Linked DNA regions of Mus musculus: region 2 is linked to region 1. Evidence: chromatin contacts called from public promoter capture Hi-C data. All regions are on one chromosome and are shown on one strand. The core of a region is the stretch at or near the end of the contact, and the rest is flanking DNA. Distances in the headings are between cores, read along the strand shown.

Region 1 (5,077 bases), core at 1,084-3,583:
ATGTGTGTATATGTGTGCATGTGTGTGTATGTGTGTGCACGTGTGTGTATGTGTATGCATGTGTGTATATGTGTGCATGAATGTGTGTGTGTGTATACCACATATATCAGAGGTCAAATCTCCTAGAACTGGACTTACCTATGTTTGTGAGCTGCCCTGTGAGGGTTGGGAGCCAAACTGAGGTCCTAGGCAAGAGCAGCAAGTGCCCCTCACTGCTGAGCCTTCTTTCTCTAGACCTCCAGTAAGATTTTGTTACTTGGAAGGGGACCAGTGGGAAAGTGGGAAGGGGCAAAGACTGTGGGAGAACATGCATGAAGCACAATGGTGCACACAGGATGAAAATATTGACACAGCCTACATTTGTACATTAGTAAAGAAATTAATTGAAAGATGAAAAATATTTAACCCAGACCTTCAGTCTGAACCTGTTCACTGAAACAGCAGCCAGAACAGCAGCCAGAACAGCAGCCAGAACAGCAGCCAGAACAGCAGCCAGAACACTGGCTCAGCAGGGACATCTGTCAATGGACGCAGGATAAAGACTGTGGTACAAACACATAATTGAATATTATTCAGCCACAAATAGACCAAGATCCTGTCCTTTGCAGCAACATGATGGATGAGATTATAGGACATTGCATAAGTGAATTAAATCAGACACAGGATAAATACCAAGAGCCAGGCATGTTGCTTATTGGGAAAGGCCCTGCCTAGCGTGTACAAGGCCCCGAGGTTCATCTCATCACAATCAAACAAACCCGAAACAAAAATCAAATACCATAAAAGTTAATCTCAAAGTGTAGAACCAGAGAGAGGTAGCCAGAGTCAGGGGTGCCGCAGAGGAGGGTGGTGGAGAGAGGGCTGAGTGATGGGGCCCAGGGTAGAAAGAGTAATTTCTAAAGTACCAAAACATGAGGGGTGAACTATGGGCAACAACCATTGTTTCAGAATAGTAGAGAGAAAATTTCCAGCACAAAGAAACGGTGAATGGTATGGATCTAACCATTTAACCTAGTCTGATTGCTGCACCATGTCTGCATGTACTAAGCCCATGCTAGCCAGGCATGGCACCGTATGCCTTAAATCCCTGGTTTTGCCTCTCCGATATGGACATGTAAATGGTTGCGCATGCACGTGTGGAAGCCCGTGCACACACACACACACACACACTCACAAGCAATTTTTTTTTTCAGAGAAAATAAACTGAACATGGTGACATATGGCTTTAGTCTCAGCACTCATGAGGCAGAGGCAGGAAGATCAATGTGACTTCAAGACCAACATGTTCTACATAGAGAGTTCCAGGACAGACAGAGCTATTGTAGTAAGACTCTGCCTCAAAACCAACCAACCAAACACCCCATAAAACAAACAAACAAACAAACAAAAGCAAAACAAAACAAAACCCTAAAACCAAACAAGCCCCACAAAAAAGGAGAAAAATAAATGTTTAATTAAAAACTTTCTCTCTGCTGGGTGGTGGTAGCGCACGCCTTTCATTCCAGCCAGGATGCAGGCAGATCTCTGTGAGTTCCAGGCCAGCCTGGTCTACAGAGTGAGTTTTTGGATAGTCAGGGCTATGCAGAGAAACCCTGTATGGAAAAACAAAATAATAATATCTCTTCATAATCTTTTGATAGTCTTAAAATCTTTTGATAGTCTTTACGTGTGTGTGTGTGTGTGTGTGTGTGTGTGTGTGTGTGTGTGTGTGTGTGTGTGAAGAAATTCTAGGAGGCACATGTCTGTAAACCTAGTCGAATCATAGACTTGTGTCCAGTGTGGGATGCAAAATAAATCACTGACTCGAAAAGAAAAACAAACAACGACAAAACCAACAAAGATAGAGAACAAGAAAAAAGAAAAGAAACTATATTTAAAAAGACGCGACAAGGAGGAAGGCTATTAAAGAGAAGCAGCAGTAGCCGAAGGCGGCAGGGCTCAGGGCTGGCCTGCTAAGGGAGAAAGCACAGGTGCCTCGGTTTTGCCAATATAGTCCTGTGAAGGAGCAAGTTCTTGGCTGATCCCAACAGGGACAGGCCTCAGAAGTATTACTCATGGACCTAACTGAGGGGATCTCTGGCTAAGCTTGATCCTGAAGGAAGTCGTGGGCAGGGGGCAGAAGGCAACAGGGGAGGCAACCGCCACCCACTGAGCTCAGAATACACAAGGACTGCTCCCGTTCACTAAGGTTGCTGTGCCATACCAACAGCTATAATGGATGCCCTGGAAGACAGTGTTAGGACACCACGGTCCCCAGACAATCCTTGGGCCTAGGGATTGGCGTCTTCTTCAGAGTGGGCGCGGGCCTGGCGTAGCAGGAAGTAAGAGGGGGTGCCAGGTGGCAGGAGAGGTGGCCATGGGCGCGCGGGGCAAGACGTTGGTGCCACTGCTGGTGGTTGTGGCGACTGCGGCGATGGCCTTACAGTCAACCTATTTGCAGGTGGATCCTGAGAAACCCGGTGAGCTGCTCTGGGGGTACTGTTGTGAGACTGGGGGCAGTGACAGGCAGATGGGGAAGTGAGGGCGAAGTGTCGCTTATTCTTCTCTCCCTTCCACCCAGAACTGCAGGAACCCGACCTATTGTCAGGTAAGGTGCTCAGAACGTGTTTTCCTGCGTGGTGGGCCTGCGTCGGGGGTGCACCTCAAGTATTCCTCTCCTTTGCCCCAGGATCGAGAACTCAACTGTGTTTGATAATAACGCACACCCCTGCCCCGGGGTGGGGGTGTTGGGGGCAGGTGCACACCGATCATATGGAGGGTGTCCCAGCAGACCCTCAGGAAGTCCCTCCCTTTCCTTGCCCGTGGCTTAAAAAGTGTCAGTGGTGGTGGGTGGGAGGGGAAAAAAAAATCTCTGCTCCGGTCTGATCCTCCTCACAGGGCCCTGCGGTCACAGGACCATCCCTTCCCGTATAGTGGGTGGCGATGATGCTGAGCTTGGCCGCTGGCCGTGGCAAGGGAGCCTGCGTGTATGGGGCAACCACTTATGTGGCGCAACCTTGCTCAACCGCCGCTGGGTGCTTACAGCTGCCCACTGCTTCCAAAAGTGAGTCTGGAGTCAAGCCTGGGCAGCTGAGGGGTGGGAAGGTTAGTAACCTTGGCCCTGAGTTTGACACCTGGGTAAGCTTTTTAGTGCAGCCTCAGGAGTAGCTGAAATGGGTTAGATCTGTAAGATTTACATTACTGCCCCTGAAAGGGAATCCTCTTCCAGTTCTTCTAGAATGTTCTTTCAGGACATTCTCATTCCCTTTGAGTGCTTTGACTGCTCTTTTTTTCCTTCAAGTCCTTCCCAAATATCCCTACACTAGTCCCCACACTTGCTCAGCTCCTTTGGGGACTACAGCTCCTTTGGGGGCTCCCCTAGGCTGACTCACCTTCTGTCTTTAGGACTACTCCAACAGACACAGGACCACTGGGGTAGCCACTCTTCTGCTTCTTCACTCAGTGCCCGGGAGCAAGGGCTCTCTTGCCCAGCCTCTCTGGGTTCTGTGGCCCCTATAGGAGGCTTTTTGGCCCATAAGGACTGGGCAGTTATGCTAAGGATGAACGTGAGGTAGTCGTCGCCTCAGAGAGAGGCCCAGCTGAGCTCAGGTGGCTTGAACTGCTCTCTCCTTCTCTGTCAGGGATAACGATCCTTTTGACTGGACAGTCCAGTTTGGTGAGCTGACATCCAGGCCATCTCTCTGGAACCTACAGGCCTATTCCAACCGTTACCAAATAGAAGATATTTTCCTGAGCCCCAAGTACTCGGAGCAGTATCCCAATGACATAGCCCTGCTGAAGCTGTCATCTCCAGTCACCTACAATAACTTCATCCAGCCCATCTGCCTCCTGAACTCCACGTACAAGTTTGAGAACCGAACTGACTGCTGGGTGACCGGCTGGGGGGCTATTGGAGAAGATGAGAGTGAGGCTGGGTACAGACGGGTTGGGGAGAGGGGCACTACCCTAACCTTTCACATTAGCCCTCCCTCCCTGGGCTCTGAGGCCCCACGGAGCCCCCTCTCGCTCACTCAACGTTTTCTTGTTTATTTTCCTTACTTCTGCTTGCAAGAAGGACAGGAGCTAGTCCTTTCCTCCCAGACAGGAACTCAGAGGTGCCAGGGAGGCCTGAAGGGGTGGGGACCTCATAGGGCCTGTAGGATGGCTTCTACAACACAGCTTTTATGATCTACCCACTTTGGCAGGCACCAATCAATCATCAGTGAGAGACAGGAAACACACTCACTCTGCCTGCTCCACCCACCCAAAATTCCGACTGTGCACACTCCTTCTTGGTGCACCCCTGAAATCCCTTTGGAGGTCTAATCACGTGCCTGCCTGCAGCTCAGCAGGAACCCTTGCACAAAGCCCCCACCCCCACCCCAAGGAGCACTGAGAACGGTTTCCCTCTAGGTGCCCTAGCTCTTACATCCTGGAGTGACCCTGCTCAGTTCTCTCTGACCTGGTCCATCTCTGCAATGCCCCCTAACCAGCGTCGTAGTAATAGATTCGGCTCCTTCCCTGCAGGTCACGTGCTTGGCTTGCAGGCTTGGGGACCCTGGTGCATCAAGGCAACGGCATAATTTAAAAAAAAAAAAACTTCATTTTATTTTATTTTTTTTTATATATATGAGTGTTTTGCCTGCAGGTGCGTGTCTCAGATTCCCCTAGAGCTGGAGTTATAGGCATTAGTGAACTGCCATACGGGTGCTGGAAATTGAACTTGGGTCCTTTAGAGCTAGCTCCCTAGCCCAAGAGTGTAGGTTTAAGAAAGGGATTTGAAGTATTTGATTTGATTTGTATGTGTGCACGCATGTCTCAGTGATGTGCGTGTGTGTGCAGATGCCCACAGAGGACAGAAGAGGGTGTGGGATCCCTAGGAGCTGAAGTTAGAGGTGTTTGTGAACCTTTCAGTAATACCGGGATCCTAATTCGTCCTCATGATGGAGAAAGTGTTCTTAACTTCTGAACCATCTCTCCAGCCTCCTTTAGAGGGATTGCATCTATTTATTTTGTTTTAAGAACATTTATTTAAAAAGGCGGAAGGGACAGGCAGTGGTGGCACCTTTAATCCCAGCTCTCAGGTGGCAGAAGTGGG
Region 2 (4,610 bases), core at 2,104-4,603, 250 kb after region 1:
CCCTCTTCTGGCAACTCCACATGGTATATAGACATATACAGGAAAAATATCCATATATATATAACATGGTAAACTTTTAATTTAAAAACTTGTTTTTATGCGTATGGGTTGCTTGTATGTATGTCTGTGTACCACAAGCATGCAGTGCCTGTGGAGATCAGAAAAGGGTGTCAGATGCCCTGGTACTGGAGTTACAAACTGCTGTTAGCAAAGATGTGGGCTCTCGGAACCAAACCTAGGTCCTCTGGAAGAGCAGCCAACGAGCTTCTTAATCACTGAGTCATCTCTCCAGCTGCTGATTTTTAAACTTATTTATTTTATTTATTTATATATTTAAGTTTAAAGCCATTTGGGAGAAAAGAGTCAGGGAAGGCATATTTCTGTCGGAGGTCAAGGCCAGCCTGATCTACACAGCAATTTCTAAGCCAGTCAGGGATACATAGTAAAACATAAAATGATGTCTCAAAAATAAATTTAAAAATAAATAAATAGATAGATAAATAGATAGAATGGTCAAAAGTAAAAATAAACTTTTCTTTTTTTTATTTATTTATTTATTATATGTAAGTACACTGTAGTTGTCTGCAGACACGCCAGAAGAGGGAATCAGATCTTGTTACAGATGGTTGTGAGCCACCATGTGGTTGTTGGGATTTGAACTCCGGACCTTCGGAAGAGCAGTCGGGTGCTCTTACCCACTGAGCCATCTCACCAGCCCAAAATAAACTTTTCTTTGAAGGTACTTAGCACTTCAATATAAATCAACACAAAACTATATGTCTCTGCTGCTGACACATGTCTGAAGCCATCAGCATGTTGTGGGAAAGTAAAAAAATGCTCTGAAGCCTGAGCTAAGCCAATCTGGCATCAGTTTTATAGGCAAGAAATAGGAGGCTCCAGCAGTCAGAAGCAGGGTACATATTAATGAAATGCAGAATTACAATGGGTGGCCCTAGAAGAACTGGGGGATGGCACTCTACTTGAAAACACACCACAGAGCAGCACTTTTAGTAAATACCACCATCTACTTCCAACCAAAGAGCCCCAGGATTCTGCTTCCTTCACCCTTGGGTACACCTCTCTTAGCAGGCACTGCATTATTTACACAGCTCACAGTATGTCATCAACTCCACAGCCCCAGAAAACTCAAGAGTTAGGATCTTTAGCTGGGTGATTTTTACAAGGCCAATATGGTTGCACCTCCCTCAATGCTGTCCTAACATGCAACCATCACTATGGTTTTAATGACTGACTTTACTTCTGTAGTAAAAGGTAATGATAGTTGCAATATCACATTTTAAAGCATCAGCTACGAAATGGAATGCCTGAAGAAAAAAGCCTTCAAGTGTAGAGTCTACATGCTTATTGTACTACAGCTGTTATTAGAAACAGCATATCTTGTATCATTTTTAGGTGGGTGATTAAGCATCATACATAGCTCTTTCAGACTGTTACCACAGTCTGTTAAGACACGCACTGCCCAGAGGGCCACATGCCAAGGGGGCCCTGCTGTCTTCAGAAAACCTAGCTGATTTGGGTCAGGCGGTGAGTCACCCCCTTGAGGTATAGCCCCATCAACTTTGCTGCCAATATGATAACCCAAAATCATGGTAAGCTAACGTTTCTGGTTACTCAACAAATTTTGAAATTTAAAGCAACAAAAAGCAAGTCTACTATCCCTCTTCTCTCTGGAAGTCAGAGCACCTCATTCACCACAGCTGGGTGTACATATGTGCCCCTAGCACTTAACAGTATCACCAGCAGTTTGAGCAAATCAGTCTGGGTAAAACTACATTTCAAAGACAAACAATAATAAAAAATCTCTAATTTCAGCATTCCAGAGGCAGAGGCAGATGGACCAGGACCAAGCCTGGTCTACATAGAGAGTTCCAGGACAGCCAAGGCTATACGACAAGATCTCATCAAAAGCAAACAAAACAAGCAAGCAAGCAAGCAAACAAACAAACAAACAAAAACACCTCAAGGCTGGAGAGATGACTCAGCAGTTAAGATCACTGGCTGCTTGCTCTTCCAGAGGATCCCAGTTTGATTCCCTGCATCCATATTGTGGCTCACAAAGATCTCTGACCCGAGTTCTAGGAAATCCAACAGATGTACATATGGTGCACATATATGCACACAGGGAAAATATTTATACACATAAAAATAAATAAACCAGCCAGGCAGTGGTGGTGCACGCCTTTAATCCCAGCACTCTGGAGGCAGAGGCAGGCAGATTTCTGAGTTCGAGGCCAGCCTGGTCTACAGAGTGAGTTCCAGGACAGCCAGGGCTACACAGAGAAACCCTGTCTTAAATAAATAAATAAACAAGCAAACAAACCTATGCCTGTCCTACAGACACCTTGTTGTTTCCAGAACCACATTCTCAGCCAGGTGGTGGTTGTACATACCTTTAATCCCAGTACTAAGGAGGCAGAGGCAAGTGAATTTCTGTGAGTTTGAGGTCAGCCAGGTCTAGAGAGTGGGTTCCAAGACAGTCAGAGCTACAGAGAAACCCTATCTCGAAAAACAAAAGAAACAAAATAAAAACCCTAATTCCTAGTCACTCACTTTTGCAATTAAGAATGGAAGCTTCAGCTAGACATGTTGGCACATGCCTTAATTCCCATAACTTGGGAAGCAGAGACAGGTAGATCTCTGAGGTCTCTAGGCCAGTCAGGTCTCAGGATACATTCCAAGATAATCAGGGCTACAGAGATAAACCCTACCACAACCACCACTCCCATCACCACCAAAAGGAGGAGGAGAGGGAGGAAGAGGAAGAGGAAGAGAAAGAGGAGGAACAGGAGCAGCAGCAGGAGCAGCAGCAGGTTCAGCCTGCCTCACTGGCAATTTCATACCAGATATGGACAAGTCAGTGTGGCACCTCCCCTCCTGGAGTCTCCTACCTACTATGCCTTGGTATCCTGGTTCTAAGTGAACTGGTAGAATACACTTGACGTTCTCTGAGGACTTGCAACTGGTCAGACACCCCCCACCCCAAGTACTGAGTTCAACCATCTCACTCTCAGGAAGCAGAAACTCTGAGCCAGTGAGATAGCTCAGTGGGTAAAGGTGCTTGCCATATCAAACCTGATGACCTTACTTTGATGTCCCCAGAACCCACATAGGAAAGAGAGAATCGACTCCTACAAGCTGTCCTCTGAGTTTTACCCATCTAAGCACAAGCCAAGAATTCTGAGTGCTTGTGAGAAAAGAAACCATGGCAAGAGTCTTCTGACTACAGTTTCTTCAATAGCCTGGAATTATTCTTGGAATGTGTTTGTCTCCTCCGGATACAAGTGAGTTGACTCCAGCTGTTGTTATTCATTATGTCCATACAGAAAAACCTGGTTTTGCCATGTGCGGTTTTTGTACTTGTGATTGTACACTTTGCTCAGGTGACTCCTCTTAACTCTGAATAAAGTTGGCAATTGCATGAGACTTTAGTCCACTTCATTTTTAGGCTCTGCTCTCCCAGATTCATGTACCTGAGCAGAACAGGAAATACACCATATGCTATGGCACATGTTTGTTCACATACACAAAAGTAGTAAAAAAAATTTAAATAGAAATTCATGGAAAATTAATGAGATACTTTTTTTTGTTTCTTTGGTTTGGTTTGGTTTTGGTTTGATTTGGTTTTTTGAAGCAGGGTTTTTCTCTTTGTAAGCCTGGCTGTCCTAGAACACACAGAGATCTACCTGCCTCTGTCTCCCAAGTGCTAAGATTAAAGGCATGCACTACCATGCCTGGTGACATATTCATTCTTAGATGAAAATACAGAGGGTCATGGGAATGAAAAGATGGCTCACCACTTAAGAGAACTGGATGCATTTTTAGGATACAGGCTTGGTTCCCAGCACCCATATGCTGGCTCACAACCACCTAACTCCAGGTCTAGGGGATCTGTTGCCCTCTTCTGGCCTCTGAGGGTACCAAACATGCATGTAATACATAGACATACATGTTGGCAAACTACTCCTGTGTCCACCAAAACCAGACTCAATAGAAGAATGCAACACATTGCTCTGCTGAGTGTTTTAAGAAATTATCAATCTATGAAGCAGCTCAAAATTGCTAAACGTAACAAACATTTGATCAGCAAACACACTGATACAAACAAATATGAAGGCAAAAGAAAACAAATAATTGGCGGGTTTCTTCTCTGCCTTATCTCAAGTCACATATCAGAAGTTTTCTGGAGCTTCAGACAGTAGCTTCACTAACCCTCTGGTAGAGACTAATTTCTAGGTACATAAAGGCTTATTTTTGCTAACTGTAGAACCATACATTGGTAAAGCACCTCAGTCCCTAAATACCTGGTAGGTAGCAAGTTAACCATGCATGGGCAGCCTGGTCTGCCCAACGAGAGAGGCTTGGGTAGTGATGTTCCTGAACAAGATGGTTCTCAGGTATTTAAAAGGAAAAAAAAAAAAATCAGGTCAGTCATGACAGCCCATGCCTTTAATCCTATTGAAGGCTACTTCCCTAGCATAGCTATAGTCATTTTGTTCCATGCCTGTCAGCTATTTCATATTGTTACGGTAATATGCCTGCCAGTCACTGACACAGAACAGGGTCAGGTTGACCACATACATACCCTGTTG

Evidence for each region. Promoter capture Hi-C pulls out the DNA fragments that hold promoters and counts their contacts.
Region 2: a promoter capture Hi-C map of cranial neural crest shows a contact between it and region 1. The contact joins the enhancer-like site here to the promoter of Prss21 in region 1. A contact is called at or near these places in 9 of 39 promoter capture datasets (the 3T3-L1 cell line, the C10 cell line, the HPC-7 cell line and 5 more), 1 of 15 datasets of contacts at CTCF or cohesin (the NIH/3T3 cell line) and 1 of 484 Hi-C or Micro-C datasets (embryonic stem cells).

The regions. Positions count from the first base shown.
Region 1 is chr17:23,865,739-23,870,815 of GRCm38.p6, forward strand. Prss21 (protease, serine 21) reads left to right here and starts at 2,334. Exons shown (of 6, transcript NM_020487.4): 1 at 2,334-2,459; 2 at 2,561-2,587; 3 at 2,878-3,043; 4 at 3,621-3,904. The coding sequence starts at 2,357.
Region 2 is chr17:24,118,123-24,122,732 of GRCm38.p6, forward strand. The region is part of intron 1 of Pdpk1 (3-phosphoinositide dependent protein kinase 1); the gene reads right to left. Among named protein-coding and RNA genes, the nearest start is that of Gm33409, 21 kb to the right of the region's middle. Within about 2 kb of position 3,354, at least 13 of the 459 cell types and tissues checked have an H3K27ac peak or open chromatin away from gene starts, as enhancers often do.